Regions from separate parts of the Mus musculus genome. Here region 2 is linked to region 1. A link is a contact called in public Hi-C data. All regions are on one chromosome and are shown on one strand. Each heading gives the region's core, a stretch centred on a gene start, on an enhancer-like site or on the middle of the called end of the contact. The rest is flanking DNA. Distances are from core to core; before and after follow the strand shown.

Evidence for each region. A called contact is a pair of places that touch in the nucleus more often than the background predicts.
Region 2: a contact with region 1 is called in a Hi-C map of ventral hippocampal neurons, with 1.8 times the contacts expected there. The contact joins two enhancer-like sites. A contact is called at or near these places in 1 of 39 promoter capture datasets (hippocampal neurons) and 3 of 484 Hi-C or Micro-C datasets (cerebral cortex and ventral hippocampal neurons).

The regions. Positions count from the first base shown.
Region 1 is chrX:158,542,268-158,545,862 of GRCm38.p6, reverse strand. No RefSeq gene overlaps it. Among named protein-coding and RNA genes, the nearest start is that of Cnksr2, 500 kb to the right of the region's middle. Within about 2 kb of position 1,567, at least 7 of the 459 cell types and tissues checked have an H3K27ac peak or open chromatin away from gene starts, as enhancers often do. A contact at or near this core is called in ventral hippocampal neurons, where this site is marked.
Region 2 is chrX:158,850,655-158,854,249 of GRCm38.p6, reverse strand. No RefSeq gene overlaps it. Among named protein-coding and RNA genes, the nearest start is that of Rps6ka3, 400 kb to the left of the region's middle. Within about 2 kb of position 1,754, at least 11 of the 459 cell types and tissues checked have an H3K27ac peak or open chromatin away from gene starts, as enhancers often do. A contact at or near this core is called in ventral hippocampal neurons, where this site is marked.

The DNA of each region.
Region 1 (3,595 bases), core at 318-2,817:
AATACAGAACCTGCCCAAACTGTGTACTTTAAGGAATGGCCCCAAAACAAGAAGCTGCCATGGATGGAAGGAGTTACAGAGACAAAGTTCAGAGCTGAGATGAAAGGAAGTACCATCCAGAGACTGCCCCACTACGGGATCCATCCCATATACAACCACCAAATGCAGACACCATTGCATATGCCAGAAAGATTTTGCTGAAAGGACCCTGATATAGCTGTCTCTTGTGAGGCTATTCCAGTGCCTGGCAAATACAGAAGTGGATGCTTACAGTCATCTATTGGCTGGAACACAGGGCCCCTAAAGAAGGACCTAGAGAAAGTACCCAAGGAGCTGAAGGGGTCTGCAACCCTATAGGAGGAACAACAATATGAACTAACCAGTACCCCCAGAGCGTGACTCTAGCTGCATATGTAGCAGAAGATGGCTTAGTGGGCCATCATTGGGAAGAGAGGCCCCTTGGTATTGTAAACTTTATATGCCCCAGTACAGGGGAACGCCAGGGCCAAGAAGTGGGAGTGGGAGGGTAGGGGAGCAAGGTGTGGGGAGGGCATAGGGGACTTTCAGGATAGCATTTGAAATGTAAAGGAAGAAAATATCTAATAAAAAATTGAAAAAAGAAGGAAGGAAGGAAGGAAGGAAGGAAGGAAGGAAGGAAGGAAGGAAGGGAAAAGAAAAGAAAAGAAAAGAAAAGAAAAGAAAAGAAAAGAAAAGAAAAGAAAAGAAAAAAAAAGAAAAAAAAGAAGCTGCCATGGAACTATGTTGTACTTTCTTTCTTTTGATTGAATGTATTAAATATTGAAAATATAATCTGAAACATAGGGTCTAGTACTGGATCTCTGTTATATATGCTCACTATAAATGAATTAAAAATTCTCAGCAACTTAAATGTATTAAAGCAAACTGAATCAGATACTTTGTTAGAAGAGAAACCCTGAATTGGAGTGTCCAATTTCTTCTGTTCCTTTGTCTTTTCTTTCTTCAAAAATTGAGATAGGGTCTCTCTATAGCTTAAACTGATCTTGAACTTGTGATTCTCCTACCTCATCTTCCTGAAAGCTGAGATTATAGATGTCTAAAACCATGCACAGCTCAATTAAAGCCTCTTAAACCTTTCAAACCACCAGAATTTTAAGAGCTTTCTATAATCAGAGAAGGCCATTTCTCTTGTTACAATTTATACTTTTAAACAAAGCGAGGAGCTTGTTATTTCTTCCTTTAAAGTTAGGAAAGTCTCTCTCTCTCTCTCTCTCTCTCTCTCTCCCTTCCCCCTCTATCCTTTTCCCTCTCTCTCCCTTTACCTTTCTCTCTCCCCTTCCCTCCCTCTTTCCCTCCCTCCTTCCCTCCTTCCCTCCCTCTCTCCCTCCCTCCCTCCCCTTCTCGAGCCCTCCCTCCCCCCTCTCTTACCTTTTCTACTTGCTTCCTACCCACTCTATTTCCCCAACAATTTAAATATTTCCATGATCCCCAGAAAGCACAAAGAGTGGACACCCAGCCCTACTTCCCTCACATGACTCATCCTAAAAGCTGTTTGCCAAATGAATCTTTGCTTTTTGTTTCAGACTTCGTGCAGGGGCATCCAGAGCCCTGCACAACAATGCCTGTTCTAGCTCTACACCCACTCCGTCCCGCCTAGCATCCTACTCTCTATTCAAAACCAAGCCAGAAGGAAAACAAGGGATTTGTCCCCAACAGTTTGCAAACCAGTCATGCTTTTGCAACATATGTAGGGCTAGCATTCAGCAATCTGGAACTCATGAAGCCAGTTCCTTAGTCTTTCAGCAAATATGCTTGCAACCTTTAAGGACGTTTGGGATTTGCAGCTTCTGGAATACATAGACTAATGATGGGATAGGTCTTTCACAGTGCTTATAAATGAAGAATTAGACAATGTTCATGTTTCTAGGCAGTAGATTGTAGCCCCATTTAGAGATATTTTATAGACATCCCCCATCCAAGCTTTCCCAAGGAAGCTCAATTTGGCTTTGTTTTGAGCAGAATTGTGTAATGCCTGCTTAACAATGGAAGTTGAAATACAGTGAGGGTTTGAGACAAAGCATTATATCTAGATTTGCCTATTGTCCAGTGGGACACTTGCTAGAAAAAAGTACTCTGATAAGTAAACTCCATAGCTGTAAGGTGGCTAAGAGCCAGCAGTTGGTATTCCCTGCCTGATATGATAACCATGGAGGAAAAGGGAGCTAGCAGACATCTGAGATGTAGCAAAGAGGAATCCAGGACGAACAACCTTCTGAAATTCAGGCAGGACTGCAGTTACCATTGGCTCAAACTCTAGGCATATAGCAAGACCCTTGGTCTGCTCAATTTTTTATTTGCTTTGGACAGTTGGAAGGCTGTCATGCACAGTTGAAATATTTTGCATTTGGACCTCAAGAGGACCTGCACTTCTGTTTCGGACCCCTTGGACTATTGTTGCCACTAAAACTAGCTCAACTTAGCCTCCTGAAAGAAGGCAAGTTTATGTCTCACTAGCCCCACACATCTAGAGCCAGAAAACCTACTGGAGAATAAACACATAGCTGACTGAAAGTTGACTGTAGCCAAGGACATCTAGAAATTCTCTTGTCAACTCTAATTATGAGATAAAGTTCAATGTATTGTTTTAAGCTATTGAGGTACCATGAAAATTTACTTACCTCATGCCTGACACAGTAAAAGCCCAGTGATGACCAATGCTAATATAAAAAATATTGACATATTACATGAGACCTGGAGTCAAATGAGACTGATAGGTGTATGTTGTCCGGTTTTAACATGTTAGACAGTGCTGGTTATACAGTGTTTTGGGTCTTTTTATATCTCTAGAAAGATTTATTTATTTTTAATTTTTACATTTGAATGTTTTGTCTGTGTGTACATATGTGCATGCCTTGTGTGCCTGGTGTCCATGGATGCTAGAAGAGGGTGAAATATCACCTTGAACTGGGGTATTGAATGGCGATGAGCCATCATGTGGATTCTGTGAACTGAACACAGGCCCATGGGACAAGCAGGAAGTATTCTCTTCCTCCAAACCATCTCTCCAAGCCCCTGTGCAGGTTAAAAAAAGTTATCTAGCACCATTTGAAATGTAGAGATTTTTCATAGGACCAACAAACCAGGTTTCCTTGCCTGGGCAATAGTTAAAAGATTTGAGGAATTTCTGGTCAATTAAAATGGGGAAGGTGCTCCCAAATGCCCCAGGTTCTGCTCCTCCCTATAGTTTATAAGACGGAATTATTCACTCAACAAATATTGTCAATTACTCATATGTACCAGGTATTATTCTATCATCTGAGGATACAGAGACAAACAAGAAAACAAAGCTCCTACTTTCCTATGGAGTTCGCAAGTGTGTGACAGCTGTGAACTGATGGGGGTTGCATAGAGGCTGGGAAACAAGCCATATCTCTACATATTTTCATTTTGTTATAGGAAGCCAAAAATAAAAATCATTTTGTTCATTATTTATAAAAGTAGGACAGTTAGAGAGGAAAATGGAAGGACAATTCATTTGGAGAATGATAGATAACTGGCTTGTTGAGAAGGGTGTGGTGACCTCATCAAAATGTAGAGCAGGGCTACTTAACTGAGG
Region 2 (3,595 bases), core at 505-3,004, 310 kb before region 1:
AATAGCTGACTCTGAGCATCCAGTCAGTGTATGCAATGGTACACAGCATTGCTAGTGTATGCAATGGTGTCAGCGTTTGGAGGCTGATTATGGGATGGAACTCCGGGTATGGCAGTCTCTAGATGGTCCATCCTTTCATCTCAGCTCCAAACTTTGTCTCTGTAACTCCTTCAATAGGTGTTTTGTTCCCAATTCTAAGAAGGGGCAAAGTGTTCATTCACACTTTGGTCTTCGTTCTTCTTCAGTTTCATGTGCTTTGCAAATTGTATCTTATATCTTGGGTATTCTAGGTTTCTGGGCTAATATCCACTTATCAGTGAGTACATATCATGTGAGTTCTTTTGTGATTGTGTTACCTCAATCAGGATGATGCCCTCCAGGTTCATCCATTTGCCTAGGAATTTCATAAATTCATTCTTTTTAATAGCTAAGTAGTACTCCATTGTGTAAATGTACCACATTTTCTGTATCTATTCCTCTGTTGAGGGGCATCTGGGTTCTTTTCAGCTTCTGGCTATTATAAGTAAGGCTGCTATGAACATAGTGGAGCATGTGTCCTTCTTACTGGTTGGAACATCTTCTGGATATATGCCCAGGAGAAATATTGCGGGATCCTCCAGTAGTACCATGTCCAATTTTCTGAGGAACTGCCAGACTAATTTCCAGAGTGGTTGTACAAGCTTGCAATCCCACCAACAATGGAGGAGTGTTCCTCTTTCTCCACATCCTCCCTGCATCTGCTGTCACCTGAATTTTAGATCTTAGCCATTCTGACTGGTGTGATGTGGAATTGAAGTAGTTCTTAAGAAGTTCCTTTTAATTCTTTGATGATTTCATAATACATATGTACATAGTAAAATAAAACATGTTCATAGTCACCTGCCATTTCATCCCTCCCACTTCCCCTAGACCTGCCCTCCTCATGTCTACCTCCAAGCTTCATGTAATATTATTATTATTCTTTTCATTGTTATTAAATTCAGTTAATTTAGTGCTGTCCATATGTGCATGGGTGGGGAACATTTCATAGGAGCATCAGCAACTGCCAGTGGCTACACTTTCAAAGAAGGATCTTTCTCCCCTTGCAGCTATCAAGTGCTAGTAGTTCCTTAGTTAGAAGTAGGGCTTCATGAGTCCCACTGCTGAGATGGTATTTGCTTGCATCCTCAATGTTGAATTCCTTAAAGCTCCTCCTCAGAGAGCTATTGTATGGATGAAATGGTAGACTAGAAAATCTCTGCAAATCTGAAAGTGTGGAACAAGTGTTTTGAAAGATGGCAATTTTCAACCCTTCAAAGCTTTTAAATGAAATTTGCAACTTTCTGTGAATTTTTTGTCTTCCCTCCAAATTGAAAATAAGCTTGTCAAAAGTGAGGCATGCATTATTTGATCTGTAAATCTCTAATCTACAATGTTCATCATGAAAACCCTAAATTCCTTTCCTTAGCTGGTAGTTTTCTGCAAAGTACTATCCATATATCACATATGGGATATGACTGTTGGCTTCAAGAAAAGAAATCTGCTTCAGGCATGTTGCTAAGTGGAAAAATACACTTTAAAAGCATATACTTGGTTCTCTGAACAAAACTATCTTGGGTTTTAAGCACTGGTCTTCAACAAAACTGACAGGCAAGGAATGATTATTGAGCTGTTGGTCTGCTCTGTGCATCTGGACACACAGTGTTGAGTAAGCTGTCAATCCTCCCATCTCTCCAGGCTATTTTAGGGATGCTCATGGTGAGGTCATGCATATCCATTTCTGTAGTGTTCTCCCACTCTGCCCACTCACCATGTGTTCTGCTGCTGTGATATTTTTGCTCACTCTCATAGTACTCTCTCCCTCTTACCTTAATTCCCTCCCCCAGAGAAGAAAGTTAATTCTTCAAGTCCACTCCCCCTAAACTGAGAATGTGAGTGAGATTTGGAAGGACTGCTCACCCTGCTATTTTCCTTTCTTATCCGCTTCAGGTTCGTGTTGAAATGACTCAAGAGTAAACAGCTTGATATTCTTTAAAAACAATGCTTCAATGGAAGAAAAAAAATAGATCAATGGTAAAAGAATGACATTTGTTTCTCTATGACTTGTTTCTGCTGTTTCCCAACTTTCACATTTAATTCTACTGTCTTTCATGCAGTTTCAGGTCTGCAGAAAGATGTTTCTAAAGGAAAAGAAAATGACCAAGTCATACATTTAATAACAGTACAAGGCAGAACCTAAATACAAATATCTTTGCACTGGATTTAAATAATCTCTTTGTTGTCAGTGCAGCACCATGGGCATAGAAATGGCTTCCAGTCTCATCTCTCTCGTCTCCTGTGAATTAGCAAAACCACAACCCAGCTTTAAGGAATAGTTTTATTTTTAAGTCTTTGGCTCAGCTGTCCTTAAGTGATTTTATGTTATGTCTTATCCCGGTACTATTGCCTCTTTGACTCTATCTTTTGACAAATATACATAGCTAGACTTGTCGCTCAGTTGGAAGAATGCATTTGTGGTTTGCAAGAAGCCCCCAGCACTGCCTAAAACCAGATGCCCTGGCACAGGTTTGTAATTTGAATACCTGGGAGGTGGAGGTGGGAGAATCAAAGCAAGTTCAAGACCAACATAGGATACATGAGGCTTTACCTCATGAAATGTTTTATTTTGTTTTTTAATACTTACCCTCAACTCTAGATAGTTTCAGATGGTCTGAATCCAACTCTATTCTTTCACTTAAAGGTTGTTTAAAAATGATTACTACTCATGGGAAGTTACAAGAATGAGACAAATGTTCTGTGAACTCTTTAGCTTATCTAGCTAACAAAGGACACCCAGTAAATCTGGACATTTGGATAACTAATGGATACTTTTCAGTATAAGTATATCTAATCCGAAGCCTGAGACATAGCTATAATTATCACGTCATAAAGTAACCTGGAAGAATTCCTGCCTGTTCAGTGTAGAGAACAACTAGATACATACTTATATTCCTTTGTGCCCTTTTACTTTAAATATTTTCAGAACTGTTATTATATTTAATTCTGTTTTATGGAATATTTACATGTTTCAAATGTGAAGGTTACACCATTATAATTCCAGTGCTTATGATCTTTGAACAAACTGAGATTAGTTCATTTTAATTTTTTTTTCAAAAGATGTGATACTTTCCCCTAGGTACCACTCTTTTGTGGTTACTGCATAAAACAATTTTCTGCAACAGCATCATTTCAGAAAGATAGCCTTCACAACAGTATGGCTGTCTTTTACGTTGCTTTAAAACAAGCCACCTCATGTTTAACCTAGAGAAAAGCAGGATTCATGCTAATTAGCGTTCCAGTTCCTTTCATTTTGTACAGCACTAAAAATATTTCACAAAGTCCTTGAATGGAAAATCAACAGGGAGATTTGCAAATGTGATCCTAATTAAGGTGTTTGTGTTTTATTTTTAACAACACTGTATATAGGTTTTATGATTTGGAATTGGGAAAATAAGAATGAATTAATGCTTGTCTTTAAAAGGCAGTTTTGGGGGGGTATGAATGAATTACTTAATGTTCATTCAATTAAAGAACTTAAAGATGATTTGGTGTATAAGTCTTTTTTGGATACTTATGA